Regions from separate parts of the Sus scrofa genome. Here region 1 is linked to region 2. Evidence: chromatin contacts called from public HiChIP or PLAC-seq data. All regions are on one chromosome and are shown on one strand. Each heading gives the region's core, a stretch centred on a gene start, on an enhancer-like site or on the middle of the called end of the contact. The rest is flanking DNA. Distances are from core to core; before and after follow the strand shown.

The links. HiChIP or PLAC-seq counts read pairs in DNA pulled down with a chosen protein or histone mark.
Region 1: an H3K27ac HiChIP or PLAC-seq map of skeletal muscle shows a contact between it and region 2, with 3 times the contacts expected there. The contact joins two enhancer-like sites. A contact is called at or near these places in 1 of 47 Hi-C or Micro-C datasets (embryonic fibroblasts) and 1 of 2 datasets of contacts at active chromatin or transcription factors (skeletal muscle).

What each region holds. Positions count from the first base shown.
Region 1 is chr7:38,944,376-38,951,456 of Sscrofa11.1, forward strand. No RefSeq gene overlaps it. Among named protein-coding and RNA genes, the nearest start is that of C7H6orf223, 46 kb to the right of the region's middle. Within about 2 kb of position 4,331, at least 8 of the 83 cell types and tissues checked have an H3K27ac peak or open chromatin away from gene starts, as enhancers often do. A contact at or near this core is called in skeletal muscle, where this site is marked.
Region 2 is chr7:38,641,599-38,648,331 of Sscrofa11.1, forward strand. It overlaps MRPS18A (39S ribosomal protein S18a, mitochondrial), which reads right to left. Exons shown (of 7, transcript XM_021098784.1): 4 at 6,018-6,125; 5 at 3,468-3,591; 6 at 3,218-3,287; 7 at 157-520. The coding sequence ends at 376. Among named protein-coding and RNA genes, the nearest start is that of MRPS18A, 13 kb to the right of the region's middle. Within about 2 kb of position 4,968, at least 11 of the 83 cell types and tissues checked have an H3K27ac peak or open chromatin away from gene starts, as enhancers often do. A contact at or near this core is called in skeletal muscle, where this site is marked.

The sequences.
Region 1 (7,081 bases), core at 3,081-5,580, 300 kb after region 2:
TTCCTGCTGCTGCCAAGAAAGCCAGCCTCGCTTGAACTTCCCACCAGGCTCTGTCACCTTCCTGATGGAAATCCAGCACTCCTACCTCCAGCAGACCTGCATCCTTGTGAGAAAGAGAGCTGAGGCTGGTTAATGTGGCATCATTTGCTTTAATTTGAATCAGCTGGGGAGTTCCCATCATGGCTCAGCGTAACGAAGCTGACTAGTATCCATGAGGACGCAGGTTCGATCCCTGGCACCGCCCACCCCACTCGCCTCCTCACCACCCCCCGTCCTGCTGTTCTCTAGAAGGGAGCGGGGTGGGGGACCTTGCTCTGTCCCAGGCCCTGTGCTGAGTGGACTCCTACCCCAGAGGTGCTTTTTCCCCTGGGCTTGTCTAACTCAGGAGTCAAAAATGTGCATGGGGGCGTTCCCGTCGTGGCGCAGTGGTTAACGAATCCGACTAGGAACCATGAGGTTGCGGGTTCGGTCCCTGCCCTTGCTCAGTGGGTTAACGATCCGGCGTTGCCGTGAGCTGTGGTGTAGGTCGCAGACGCGGCTCGGATCCTGCGTTGCTGTGGCTGTGGTGTAGGCCGGTGGCTGCAGCTCCAGTTCGACCCCTAGCCTGGGAACCTCCATATGCCGCGGGAGCGGCCCAAGAAATAGCAACAACAAAAAAGACAAAAAAAAAAAAAAAAAAAAAAAAAAAAATGTGCATGGATGATTATCAGTCCAAGGGCAAAGTGAGCTGTGCCCAGGTGAGAGGTATGGTTCCTGGGCATTCAAGATCAGAGGAGAGAGGCCACCCAGCTATGAAGGGTGGTGAATTTGCAGAACATTTTGCTCTTTTGCAGCTTTCTTGCCCCAGGAGCCAGGGCCTCCCAGGAGCCGGCAGGCAGAGGCAGCATTGCTGGCCAGAGAGGGAGCCAAGGCCTCGAGTGAGCAGGGCTGGGAGCAGGACCCCACTCTGAGCCTCCTCCACCAGAGCAGGAGGCTTGAGCTCTGGAAAGCTCTGTGGATCTTCCAGATCTGTTTTCTGCAGGGGGGTGGGGGGGGGGGCTGTGTTTGGCCTGGGGGTGGAGGCTGGGCCTGGCCCCGCTAGCAGCCCCTCTCCCCTGGTGGCCCACCTGGCCCAGAGATGAAGACTGAGCAGCAGGTGGCCACACAGGTGCAGAAGCAGCACACACCTGGGGGCCACAGCTACCTCCACTCTCCTGCAGCACAGCCAGGGACCGTGGGGGCCAGGGGTCACTCAGTCTCGCCAGCTCTCAACTCATATTCCCTCAACCCCAGGACCTCAGCCTTTCCTCTGAAGGGTGGGACCAGAGTTTGACATGCTCAGCTGGGGTCTCTTGGGAGATGGTGGGTCTTGGGCTAAACCCCTCTGCTTAGATGCTCCAGGGCAGTGGCGGGTAGGGGCAGGTTCTGGGTTGGGGTCCTGCGGGCCTTCCACTCCATCCCAGGAAGTGTCCCCAGATACATCCTTTGACCTCTGGGAGTCCAGTCCCCCAGGATCTGGTCCCTTCTACTTCTCTGGCCTCATTTGCCACTGTTCCCTCCCTCATCCCTTCCACACCTTTGCTGCTCCTCCAACAAGCTAGCTCTGCAAGCACCCCAGGGCCTTTGCACATGCTTTTCCCACTCTCAGAATGTTTTCCCCTCATTTTGCACACGGATCCCTCTTTCAGATCTTTACTCCAGCATTACCTTCTCAGTGTGGCCTTTTCTCTATTGCGTCACCCCCTTACTCCCATACCCCATCCGTCCTCCCTCTTCATTCTCCTTCAGAGGACTTACCACCTTCTAAGATATTTCTTTTGTTCCAGGTTTTCGCCCTCCACTAGAATGCCAGCTCCATGAGGTCAAGGGCCTCTGTCACTTTTTGTTTTGCTTTGTTTTGTTTTTTGTCTTTTTGTCTTTTCTAGGGCCGCACACACGGCATATGGAAGTTCCCAGGCTAGGGGTCTCATCGGAGCTGTAGCCGAAGGGCCTCTGTCGCTTTGGCTCATGGCTGTCTCTCTTGGGCCTGGAAGAGGGCTTGGCACATAGTGAGTACTCAGTAAATCTGTTGAGCAAGAAAGGGAGGGGACACCCAGAGAGCAACATGCCCCAAAGAGACCTCAGCACCGTTGGGGTGGCAAGAGTCCAGCAAGTCCTGCTAAGAGCTGACCTGCAGCCGGGGGCACAGGAGTGGAATGGTGCTAAGGGAAGAGCCGATGGGGTCCTGCCCCTTGTGCCCTCAGTGCCACTTCATTCTGGTGGCAGCTTGGCGTGTCTGTGTTAGGGGCTGAGAGCAAGCATCTCCCTAGACCCAACTCACATCTCATCTCTAAAGGAAGCCCACCCTGGTTAGCGCCACCTGACCTTGGCTGGCTTTCCCCTCAGCCTTTTGGCCTCAGCTTGAGGAGGTGCCCCTGTGTGAAGCAGAGAGGAATGCAGTGAGGAGAAGGGAAGCTGCCTACCTGGCAGCCACTCTGTGCCAGGCACGTTCCATGCATTTTTCCCTCCACAGCAGCCCATTTTACAGATGAAGAAACTGAGGCCCAGAGTGATGCTAGAACCTGCCCAGAGTCACAGAACTAGTAAAAGAGGGAGCAGAACTCACACCCAGAGCTCTGACCCCTGTCTTTCCACCTGTCCCGGGGATTGTGGAATGGACTCCACAAGCCCAGGGGGAAGTGTGGAATTTGGGGTTCTGCCGAGGGGTCCCTGCAGGGCAGGCCTGGGTGCTGGGGTGGGCTGAGGAGGCCTGGGCCCCCACATAAGCTGCCGACACTCTGGCTCAGCTGTAGGGTGAGTCCCTCACCCTGGGTGGGCAGCAGGAGCGCCTCAAGGCCATCTCTGGGGTCAGGGCTGGCTTGCTTAGCTCCCGCTGGCTGCCAGCTCCCTCTGCTGGACCCAGCCCCAAGGACGCGCTCAGACACGGGGACGCCGCTGTCTGTCTGCACTTAGGCTCTGGCAGCCCCTCCCTATCGCATGTGGCCCGTCACATGCAGGGCACCTGCCGGGTCCTCCCCGTGTCTGGGCAACAGATCCTCCAAAGGAGCTGCTCTGGGTGACCTGGGAGCCTTACACTAGAGGAGAGAACAGGGAAGGGGGTTCCAATCCCAGCCACCACCATGCTTAGCTCAGACACGGCTGCTGTCTCTGTCAGCGGGGACCGTCTCCTCCATCACAGTCAGGGGCTCCCCGAGAACAGGGACCATCTCTCCCATCAGACTGGAAACTCCCTAAGGGCGAGGGCTCTGTCATCGCCCTCAGACTGGGAGCTGCCTGCAGGCAGGGGGCATCTCCCCATTCAGACTGAGAGTTCCTGAACTGCGGCGCTGCTCACCTGTGATGTAAACCCACCTTCACCCCCGAGGGACCCCGGGACACCTTCTCAGCAGCCCAGTCCCTCCTAGACCCCGGGCACCTGTCCCTGCCACGCCCACCACGTCATAGGCTCCCCTTCCCCACCTTTGGGGCTGAGTGAGGCTACACAGTGGCATCCTGACCTCAGCAGCCCGAGAGTCAGTGCAGCGAGCAGCCTAAGAGCCAGGGATGGGACGTGACTGCCCCCTGAACTCAGCTGTGGGCTTGGCCATGAGGAAAGTGATACTTCGGGGAGGTGGAGTGACCAATGACATCAGCCTACGTGACTGTCAGCCCAGCTTTCCCCTCTTCCCTCCACCCCTCCCACCCGCAGTGCTTGCATACTGACCTTCAGCTCATGGGCACAGGCCTCTCTACGTGCCCACCCCAAGGACGGGGCAGTACCCAGGGGGAGGGACTGTTCTCTGACTCCTTGTCTTCTAAGTAAGTACCCGGGGGCCCAAGGAGGCCGCAGGTCCCAGCCCTCTCCAGCCTGGGCATCTGGGGCAGGAGCCAGTCGCTTCCAGGGTGACCCACCCCCACCTTGCTGGCAGCCCTGACCTGAGAGAATTGAACGTTCTCTTGGCTCTGCTAGATCTCCTTCCTGAGTGCCTGGCAGGCTTCTGATGGCTGGAAGCCAGCATGGAGGGCACCTGGCTCCCCACCCCAGGCCTGCTGACAGAGCAGCCAGGCCTGCATCCCTGCATGGCCGGCTGTCCTAGGGAGTCAAGTTCAACTACCTTGGATGACCACCACTGGCCCCTGAGATGCCTTCCAGAGAATCCAGTTGCTGCAACAGCTCTTCTCAGGTGTCCCCTAGACCCCACCCAAGGGATGCCCGATCCAGAGCTCACCATCCAGACGGAGCCCCCAGCCAGGGCAGACCAGGTAGAGATGCCCAAAAGTAGACCAGCCATTGCCACATTTATTGCACTGTGCACCCTTATCAAGAAATATGATCAGAGCATGTGCTCAGCTAAAGTCTATTTCTTTCTAATTACGTCTGTTAAGGCCAATGACACAGCTGGCCTGAGGTAGCATACTAGTTGGGGCAAGTGACAAATCAGCAGAACTACAAAACATTTCACAGGGATATCCAGGAACAAGAAAGCTATAGGGAGCCTAGATAAGCTCCCATGCATCTCTAGGGTTGTGGGAAGTTGCATGAACCCTAAGAGGAGACTGGAGGGGGCTTCAGCTATCTGCCCATCCCTGGCTAAACACACAGGGAGTAAGAGTTGAGACAGATAGGTGAACTGCCTAATTTTTTTCTTTTTCTTCTTTTTGCTTTTTTAGGTCCATACCCACGGCAGGTGGAGGTTCCCAGGCTAGGAGTTGAATCAGAGCTAACAGCTACCAGCCTACACCACAGCCACAGCCACGCGGGATCCGAGCCACGTCTGCAACCTCCACCACAGCTCACGGCCTCGCTGAATCCTTAACCCACTGAGCCACCACGGGAACTCCTAAACTGCCTAAATCTTCTTTTTTTTTTTTTTTTTTCTTTTTGGCTTTTTGCCATTTCTAGGGCTGCTCCTGCGGCATATGGACATCCCCAGACTACGGGTCTAATCGGAGCTGTAGCCGCTGGCCTACGCCAGAGCCATAGCAACGCGGGATCCGAGCCGCGTCTGTAACCTACACCACAGCTCACGGCAACGCCAGATCCTTAACCCACTGAGGAAGGCCAGGGATTGAACCTGCAACCTCATGGTTCCTAGTCGGATTCACCAACCACTGAGCCACGATGGGAACTCCATAAACTGCCTAAATCTTGAATGTGTTCCCCAACCTGTACACAGACGCCTTGGATCCTAAATGGATCAAGGTATTTAAGCACAATTTCTGACCAATATATACACATACACACACACACACAATATCAATAAAGAGACAAAATATATACATAAAGAAATTCTGGAGTTGAAAAGTAAAATAGCTGAAATAAAAATTCACTAGAGGGTTTCAGTAGCATCTTTTGAGCTGGGAGATTAAAGAATCGGCAATAGAGCAACAGAGATTATTCAGTCTAAAGAACAGAAAGAAACAAAGAATAAAGAAAAATTAACAGAGGCTCAGATACCTGCAGAACATCACTGAACATAAAATGTGCACTTAATGGCGTTCTGGAGAAGAGGAGAGAAAGGCAGAAAAATATTTGAGGAAATAATGGTTCCCAAATTCCCAAAGTTGGTGAAAAATATTATTTTACACATTCAAACACAGCTCAAGTGGCAGTAATAAAAAAAGATCCATAGGCATCACACTGAAACTGTTGAAAGACAGAAGCAGAGAAAATCCTGAAAGTAGCAAGAGGAAAAAGATACATCATACAAGGGAACCACAATAAAATTAACAGCTGATTTTGTGCCAGTAAAAGAATAGAGACCAAAAGGAGGGAGATGGCATACTCAAAGTGCTGAAAGAGGGAGTTCCTGTCGTGGCGCAGGGGTTAACAAATCCGACTAAGAACCATGAGGTTGCAGGTTCGATCCCTGGCCTTGCTCAGTGGGTTAAGGATCTGGCATTGCTGTGAGCTGTGGTGTAGGTTGCAGACGCGGCTCGGATCCCACGTTGCTGTGGCTCTGGTGTAGGCTGGCAGCTACAGATCCGATTAGACCCTCAGCCTGGGAACCTCCATGTGCCGCAGGAAGTGGCCCTAGAAAAGGCAAAAAAAAAAAAAAAAAGACAAAGTGCTGAAAGAAAAAAAATCCTGTCAGTGAAGAAGTCTGTCCAATAAAAGTATCCTTCAAAAATGAAGGTGAAATAAGAAACTCCCAGACAAAGAGTGGGAATTTGTTGCTAACAGGCATGCCTTATAAAAAATACCTGAAGTCCTTCAGGGTAAAAAGAAATGACACCAGACAGTAACTTGAATCCATATGAAGAAATAAAGGGAGATCCCGTCGTGGCGCAGTGGTTAATGAATCCGACTAGGAACCATGAGGTTGCAGGTTTGGTCCCTGCCCTTGCTCAGTGGTTTGACCATCTGGCGTTGCTGTGAGCTGTGGTGTAGGGTCGCAGACTCGGCTCAGATCCCGCGTTGCTGTGGCTGTGGTGTAGGCCGGTGGCTACAGCTCCGATTGGACCCCTAGCCTGGGAACCTCCATATGCCGAGGGAGCGGCCCAAAGAAATAGCAAAAAGACCAAAAAAAAAAAAAAAAAAAAGAAATAAAGAACACCAAAAAATGCCATCATATAGGCAAATACAAAGACACTACAAATATGCATTTCTTTTTTATCCTCTCAACTGATTTAAAAAACAACTGTTGGGTTCATAAAGTAAAGAGGGAATCGAATTATACTGGAAAGAGAAGGATGTCAGACAATAACCTCCATCCACAGAAAAAAATGAAGAGGACCAGACATGATAAATATGTGGGTTAATATAAAACATTCTATAAATGTATTGTTCTCCTTTCTTTTCAGAAGTTTTTTAAAAGACATACGATCATATAAAACAATAATTATAACACATTGATTTATAACATATATGGATGCAACATATGTGATAATAATAGCATAAAGGGTAAGAGAGGGAATTAAGTTATATTGGAGCAAAGTTTTGATGGTTCACTGGAATTGAATTAGTGTTAAACTGATGTATATTGTGATAAGTTACCTATTATAATCTCTGGAAAAACTGAGATTAATAATTCAAATATTCAATAAAGAAACAACAACAAAGGAATTGGACATTGGAGAAAAATTTATTTACCACAAAAGAAGACAATAAAGGAAGACCAGA
Region 2 (6,733 bases), core at 3,718-6,217:
GCTAAGAGCGGTCAGTAGTGAGGAAGGGAACCTGTCTGGCCCATGAATTCCACTGCATTCACGTGGCCCATCGCAAAAGATGAGCGATTCTGCTCAGTAACTTGCTGGAAGCGAGCCAAGCTCCCCACACTTCCCAGGCAATGAGCGCACACCCGGTGGGAGGGTAAGAGCCTTGTTTTATAAGATTCCTTTGGGCCAAGCTCCCACCCGTCAGCGCTGAACCCAGGCCAGGCCTGAGCCCCTGGCAGCTGCCCGGGGACCCGACTGCCCTGCCTGGCCCCTGGAGGGGGTCCTGCTGTCCCTTGCGTTGACAATGCTGGAGGAGCCGGGGGCCGTAGGGCGGGCTGGGGTGGAGTGCGGGCGGAGCTGCCTCAGTCAGTGGTACAGCAGCAGGGGCCTGCCCGAGTAGGAGACGTTGTCCTTCAAGAGGGGGGACCCCACGGGCATGCGCACCTTGTTCCAGCGGTGGCCTTTGTTGTAGATGGGCTTGACAGAGCGGGGAGACCAGCGGGTCAGGTACCTGTGGAGGGAGGACGGGAGGCAGCTGTGAGGGCTGGCGGCCCACCAAATCCTTTTGCCAGTTTTCCTTTCCTGAGAAGGGGCTTTTCCTGGGAGCCACCGCCAAGTGTGCTGTAAACAGATGGGTTGGGCTCCTGCTGCTTCAGGCGTGTGTGGCCAGGGCCAGGCTGCACAAGGCCACGTGCGCCCTTGATCCTGATGAGTTGTCAATGTTTGTGTGTATCTGCTGGGGGAGGAGGCGGAGGAAGAGGCTGCGCAGCCATGGGGAGAGGAGGCTGACGTAAGGGCCTGGAGGAGACCTTCCCTCTGCCCCACTTGGCTCATCTGCCCCCCACCCCCCACCCCAGCCTTCAGGGAACAAGCCTGGGCAGCCCCTCCCCCAACCCATGACAGGAGCCAAGGGTGAGGGCCTGTGGGTGCAGACCTAGCCCAGGAAGGTTCTTGTGAGTGGGTGCGGGGAAAGATGGCTGCCGCCCATAGTCCTCTGACCCCCTCTGGGGATGGCAGGGCCCTGACGGTTCCCGGAAAAGTGGCCCACGCCGGCTGGACTGGGGTTTGCTCCGTCCAGAACGAAACCTGGATCCCATCCAGAGAGGCCCACCCTTTGTCTTGAAAGCTCAACCATGGCAAAGGCCAGGATCCTCCCCTGCTTCCATGTTAGGTTGCGGCTCAACCCAGCTGCCTCCAGGGACCCTCAAATGAGAGGCTTAATTTAAAAAATTAATAACCGTGGCTGAAACTTTTAGATACCAGTGAAAAAATGGCTGCTGATGTATATATTTCCATTGAGCTCCCTGGACCTCCGTCTTCTGCCGGGAGAGGAAGTAAAGAGCTGTGGGGTGCGGTGGGCAGGCGGGAGCAGCCTTCCCCGCGTCCTGGTCTGTCAGCGCCCCAGCGGGAGCACCTGTGCGGCGGGCTGGTGGTGCTGCGCCGGCAGGAGAGTAAGGGTAAAGGGACGGCAGCATGTGGCAGGCCCCAGGCTTTGGGGGGTTGGGGGGATGGGTGGAGAAGTGGGCTGTGGGAGCAGAATCCCCCAAAGGGGTGCCCACCGGATCTGAAGACCCAGAAAACCCGAAGGCTGACCGGGTCCTCCGAAGCTGTTGCCCCAAAGCTGTCCTTTCCCCCTCGCCCTGGAGAGACCTCAGGAAGCCAGGCTTTAGCTGTCCCTGGACCTGAGGCCTGTGCTACACAGAGCAGCCAGCCACGGGGAGAGGGCCGGGGCCTCTGGCCAGCTCTCTGGGGTCACTCCAGCTCTAAGAAGCACCAAGGCTCCTTTCTCCTACCTCTCCCGAAGGGGTGGGGAAGGAGGAAGCGTGGCTCCCCAGGGCCCAGGAGGGCCTAGGCCAGTGCCTGGCAGCTCAAGGACCTTTGGATGGAATCATAATGTCCCTTGTAAGGAATCAACCTCCCTCATAGCCAGGACTCCCTCTCCTCCCCAGGGTGGCCTTTTGCAACCTTAGAGCCCCCACACGTCATCAATCCTGTGTCACGTTAAAGGACACCGGATATATGGGAGGGAGTCTGGCTTTGCTTCAAAGGCCCGAGGGCAGGATGGATTGTGTCCTGAGGCCTGCTGCTGTCTCTGAACAAGTCAGGGCGGGGGTGGGCTCAACCCCCAAATGGTCCACAGCACTTTTGGGAAAGACAGAAAGAGGTTAATATGTCCCATTCCCTCAGGGCTGCTGGCAGATGGCCTAGCTAGCAGTGTGGGCGGTGCAGGTGGCCAGGCGTGCGTGAAGCCTTAGTGCTGGCCCTGTGCCCCCAGCCCAGCAATCCATGGCCTCCTATGCTCCATGCCTGGCTTCTGTTGGGGATCAGCCTAGGAGGTTTGCTGCGGGCAGAGTGTCTTGCTTTGCTTTAACCACAGACCACAGTTTCAGTGGTGTCAGGACAGGCTGAAGGAGGGAGGGGCCACTGATGGGGGGAACAAGAAAAAACACCAACATCAACTTTACAGACACAGACCTACTCTCAACAAAGGGATACTGTAGTGCTAGGAGTATGTGATGTGGTATCATCAGAGATGACTTTTTGGGTGTCAAACAAGAATCTATTTCTACACCAGAGGGGCCACCCTGCTTAGGCTGGAAGGCAGACTGACGGATTCCAGGATCTAGGGGCCTTCCTCTCCTCCTCTGTAGAACCTCGGGACCTCATGGAGCGCCACGTGTAGCTGTGCAGGTCGTTGACTGCACAACTCTAGGAGCACTATTCGCAACCTAGTCGACGTGGAGGCAGCCTTGAAGTTCTGCAGTGTCGGATTTGTAGAGCTCTACCCAGCGGCCCTGCCACGAGAGCCCTCTCATTTCCATTTCTAAGGCCTCATTCTGCCCTTTAATAACCCCGGTGCTATGACTGAAGGTTTGTAGAAGTGCTCTGACATTCCCATAGCAACCCAGTATGATGTCATAAACAGAGGATTAGCACATTCTAATGCCCGAGCAGCAGACCTTCTTACCCCTTTACCCCATGCTAAGGGCGGGGGAGAGCCAAGGAGGGGGGCCGAGGATGGCTGGGAGGGTAACAGAGGCACACACAGCGGCAACTGCAGTGTGGAACCGAGCATGGGGAGTGGGGGGGTGGGGGGTGGAGCACTCTGGCTTTTCTGAGCCGTGGGATGAGCTCCAGGAGGCGGCTTCCCCAGCGAGGGCCGAGGGCCTGCAGAACTCTCTGGGTGCTGACACCCAAGGTGGCTTACCTGTTGAGTCGGGGTTTGCTCTTTGGAACAAATCCTTCAGGAAGCTTCGGCCTGTGATTTGGGAGCAGACCTGAGTGGAGGGAGGAGTACTTAAGGGGATGGCTGGAGGGAAAGCCCAAGGGGGTGGGAGGCTGGCCCAGGCGGGTGCGTGTCATGAAGCCAGTCCAGGAGGGGCCGGACCATGGGGCAGCTGGAGGGTGGAAGTGGTGCCCACAGCCCCATGCCCTCTTAGCCCCGAGGGGCCTTCTACCTGCCCGGTGGGCCATCTTCACACACTCCTCAATTTTGAGGTGCTCCTCCTGGCACAGGCCTGTGATTCTTCGGGGCAGCATGCCCCCGTGTGGCCGGATGAACTGGCTGAGCAGCAGAACATCCTGGTGGTAACAGAAAATAGGAGAGGAGAGTCATCTGGAGGGACTGCAAGGGGCTGAAGCCTCCCTCTGGAACCGACCTGAGACCAAATCCCTCCACAGAGCTTTGCGCATGGGCCTGCGGCCTCCACCCTCCTAAGACTTCAATCCCCACTTAGCTAGATTTCCTGACCCTCTTACCACCCCAAGAGCGCTCAGCTCCTCCGTGAGATGGTCTTTTCAGAGACTAGGTTAGCGAACGAGAACACACCGACACCTTCCCTGGTGATGAAAGGTCTGCTTTTCTTGGGTGTCGCAGGGGTATGTTCTGTATTTCTGCCCAAGAGGGGAAAACCTGCACCTCTTCTGCCCCAGCCTACGAGCCACAGGCTAGAGGACCCTTGGAGAGCCCCCTACAGTCTGCTGTTCCCTCTGAAGCCCCAGGCAGCAACGAGCTGAAGACGAAGGGGCCAGGGTTGAGAGGTTAAATCCCAGGTCTTTCCAAACCCTCGGGACCAGATGTAAATGGATTCTTGGGCTTTCTTTGAGCCATCAGACTGCTTTGTATTGAATTAAGGAAAGAGGGATAAACAGAGCCAGAATCAAGAGAGACCACTTTCCCTCCCAATTCTCACCATCTGGCTGAGGGGGTTAAATAAGTCTCCCGCCCCGCCTACCCCGAGGGGCGTGGCCTGCCCTTCTGCAAAGTCCTGGTTCACAAACTGATTCGCTGCCCTGGCAGGCGCCTCGCTCCCTTGCTCCCTTGCTGCATAACCGCAGATTTGTTTTAGTCACTGGACAGCTCCCAGGGGACCCAGGCCCCCAATCCCCACCCCTGTAATCTTCAGAATCTGATAAAAAAGAATTTGGATTGGATTATCCAGGGCTAATACACTGGGCTCACAGCCTCAGCGCCCCCACTGCAGGCTGCCAAACAAGCCGATAGCTTTGTGCAGCCAGGCTGGTGGTGTCCTGAGCAGGAAGGGGTAAAACGAAAACAACTTCTTCAGGCTTCACCTTGGAGGGGATTGGATTTCTCCTGCTGAATAAACAGAGCCAAGTCCATTTCTTGGAAATGGCTGGTAGGAAGAGTGCTCTCCGGTGGCCAGGCATGTGGGGTGGGGGTGGGGAGTCACCTCCTCACCTGCAGCTGGGATGCCAAGCAGGGCCACCACCCCACTAACTTCCACGTCACAAGAAGCTGAGCACACTGCCCCGTGGCCTGCAAGTTCCCTGCTACTCCAGGTGGCCAGAAGCAGAAGGCCCGGGCAGGGCAGAACCCCCCACCCCCACCTTGGGGTGGCCTGAAGCCAAGGCTCCCAGCCCAGGAGATTAGTTGGGTTGTTCTGTTCAGATCCCATGGGCATGTGGCCTCTCCTGCTCTCACCACCTGACCAGGATCTCTGCCCTTAGTCATCCTATTCCACAGAGGGGCACAGGGACAACCTGCAGGTCACACTGGCCCAGAGCCTGAATCACCTGAAACCTAAAAATAGGGTGCTTAATATCACCCACAGAACACTGAAGGACAAGTGAGGGTTTCTCCAGGGCTGTGTCTTGCCCCGGGCCTGCCCCATCTCTAGATGATGGAGAACGGTAGCAGGGACCCAGGCCTGCCTGGGTTTTGTACCCCCGAGTTTGCGTCCCAGCTCTGACATTCACTAGCTCATTAACTTCGCCATGCCTCACATTTCCTCATTTATAAATACAGTACCCACTTGATGGGGATACTGTGAAAACTAAGTGAATGAGGGCATGGAGGTGCTTTCACACAGAGCAGCACTGCATGCAGCTCACACACACTTCTCTCTCGCCATCTCTCCATGACACACGGCTGTGGAAGAGCCACAGCAAACAGGTCTCTGTAAGTCCAATGTGGAAAGAGAGTAATGGGCCCTCAGATCACCCTGGGGCTCTCCCGATATGCCCTCCGTACAGAAGGAGGAAGCCAAACCCAGATCCTGATCCCCGCACGGCCCCCCCGCCCCCGGCTTCCCAGGAACACAGCCCTGAGACTGGGCCCCAGGGCCCTGGTGGTCTGAATCACACGAACTAAGTCACTGACTCTCTACCCTGCTGCACGTTAGAATCACCTAGGGCGCTTTCCAAAATAATGATGGCTGGGCTCTAGCCCAGGCCGCTGGAGTCAATGTCTGGGGGGTGGAGCCTGAACATTTTTTAAACCTCCCTGTATTTTTTTTGTTTTTGTTTTTAGCTGCTTCCATGGCATGTGGAAGTTCCTGGGCTAAGGATCAGACCTCAGCAGTGACAACAGTGAGTCCTTAACTGCCAGGCCACCAGGGAACTCCCTTCCCAGTGATTGATGTGCAGCCGGGAGGGAGAGCGCCGGACAAGATGCTTCTGTCTTGGTGGCTTCATGAGATGCTGCTTAAGCCCAGGGGCAACACGAGCTCCTCAATGTGCAAATGTGTGTCTGTGCTCAGACTCACCTCGTAGTTATACTTGTGCTTCAGGTTCCAGCGGCAGATGGGGCACTGACCAGTGGGGTTGGGGGGGTTTGGACTTTCCTGGGGAGTCTCTGTGATTCGGCCTTCGATCTAGGAGGCAGAGAGACAGCCAGTGAGGGAGAGGGCTGGGTGGAGCCTCTGGTCCCCAGGCAGCCCCCCAAGTGGTAGGAAATGCTGGTGAGCCTTCCTCTCTGGGGGCCTCGTGGGAGCAGCCAATGGGTCTCTCCGCCTAACTGTGGTGGTGGCTCTGCAGTTGCTGGATGCTAGGCTTTGGGGTGGCCTGCAAGGATAGTAGAAACCAGACAATGTTGGTGGCAAGAGGGAGGGGGCTTTGCTGTATCAGCTAACTGCTACTTTTCCTTCCTCAAAAAGACAAAAGCACCACAACATTACGGAGCCCTCTGCCTGCTTTGGGAAAAAGTCATAAATGCACATGGTAAAAAGTTTCAAACTGTGCAAGGATGTGGCGCCCAAAGGCAGTCTGTCTTCCATCCCACGTATCCTTCTCAGAGGAAACAGCAGCTTCCACGTTAGCTGACGGGGATAAGTCTATGCCAGTGGTCCTCAGCCAGGCATGATTTGCCTCCCAGGGGACCCTGGACAATGACTGAGACAGACATCTCTGATCGTCTCCACAGGGGGATGGGGAGCTACTGGCCTCTAGTGGGAAGTTTCTACAACACAGAGGTCAGTCCCCA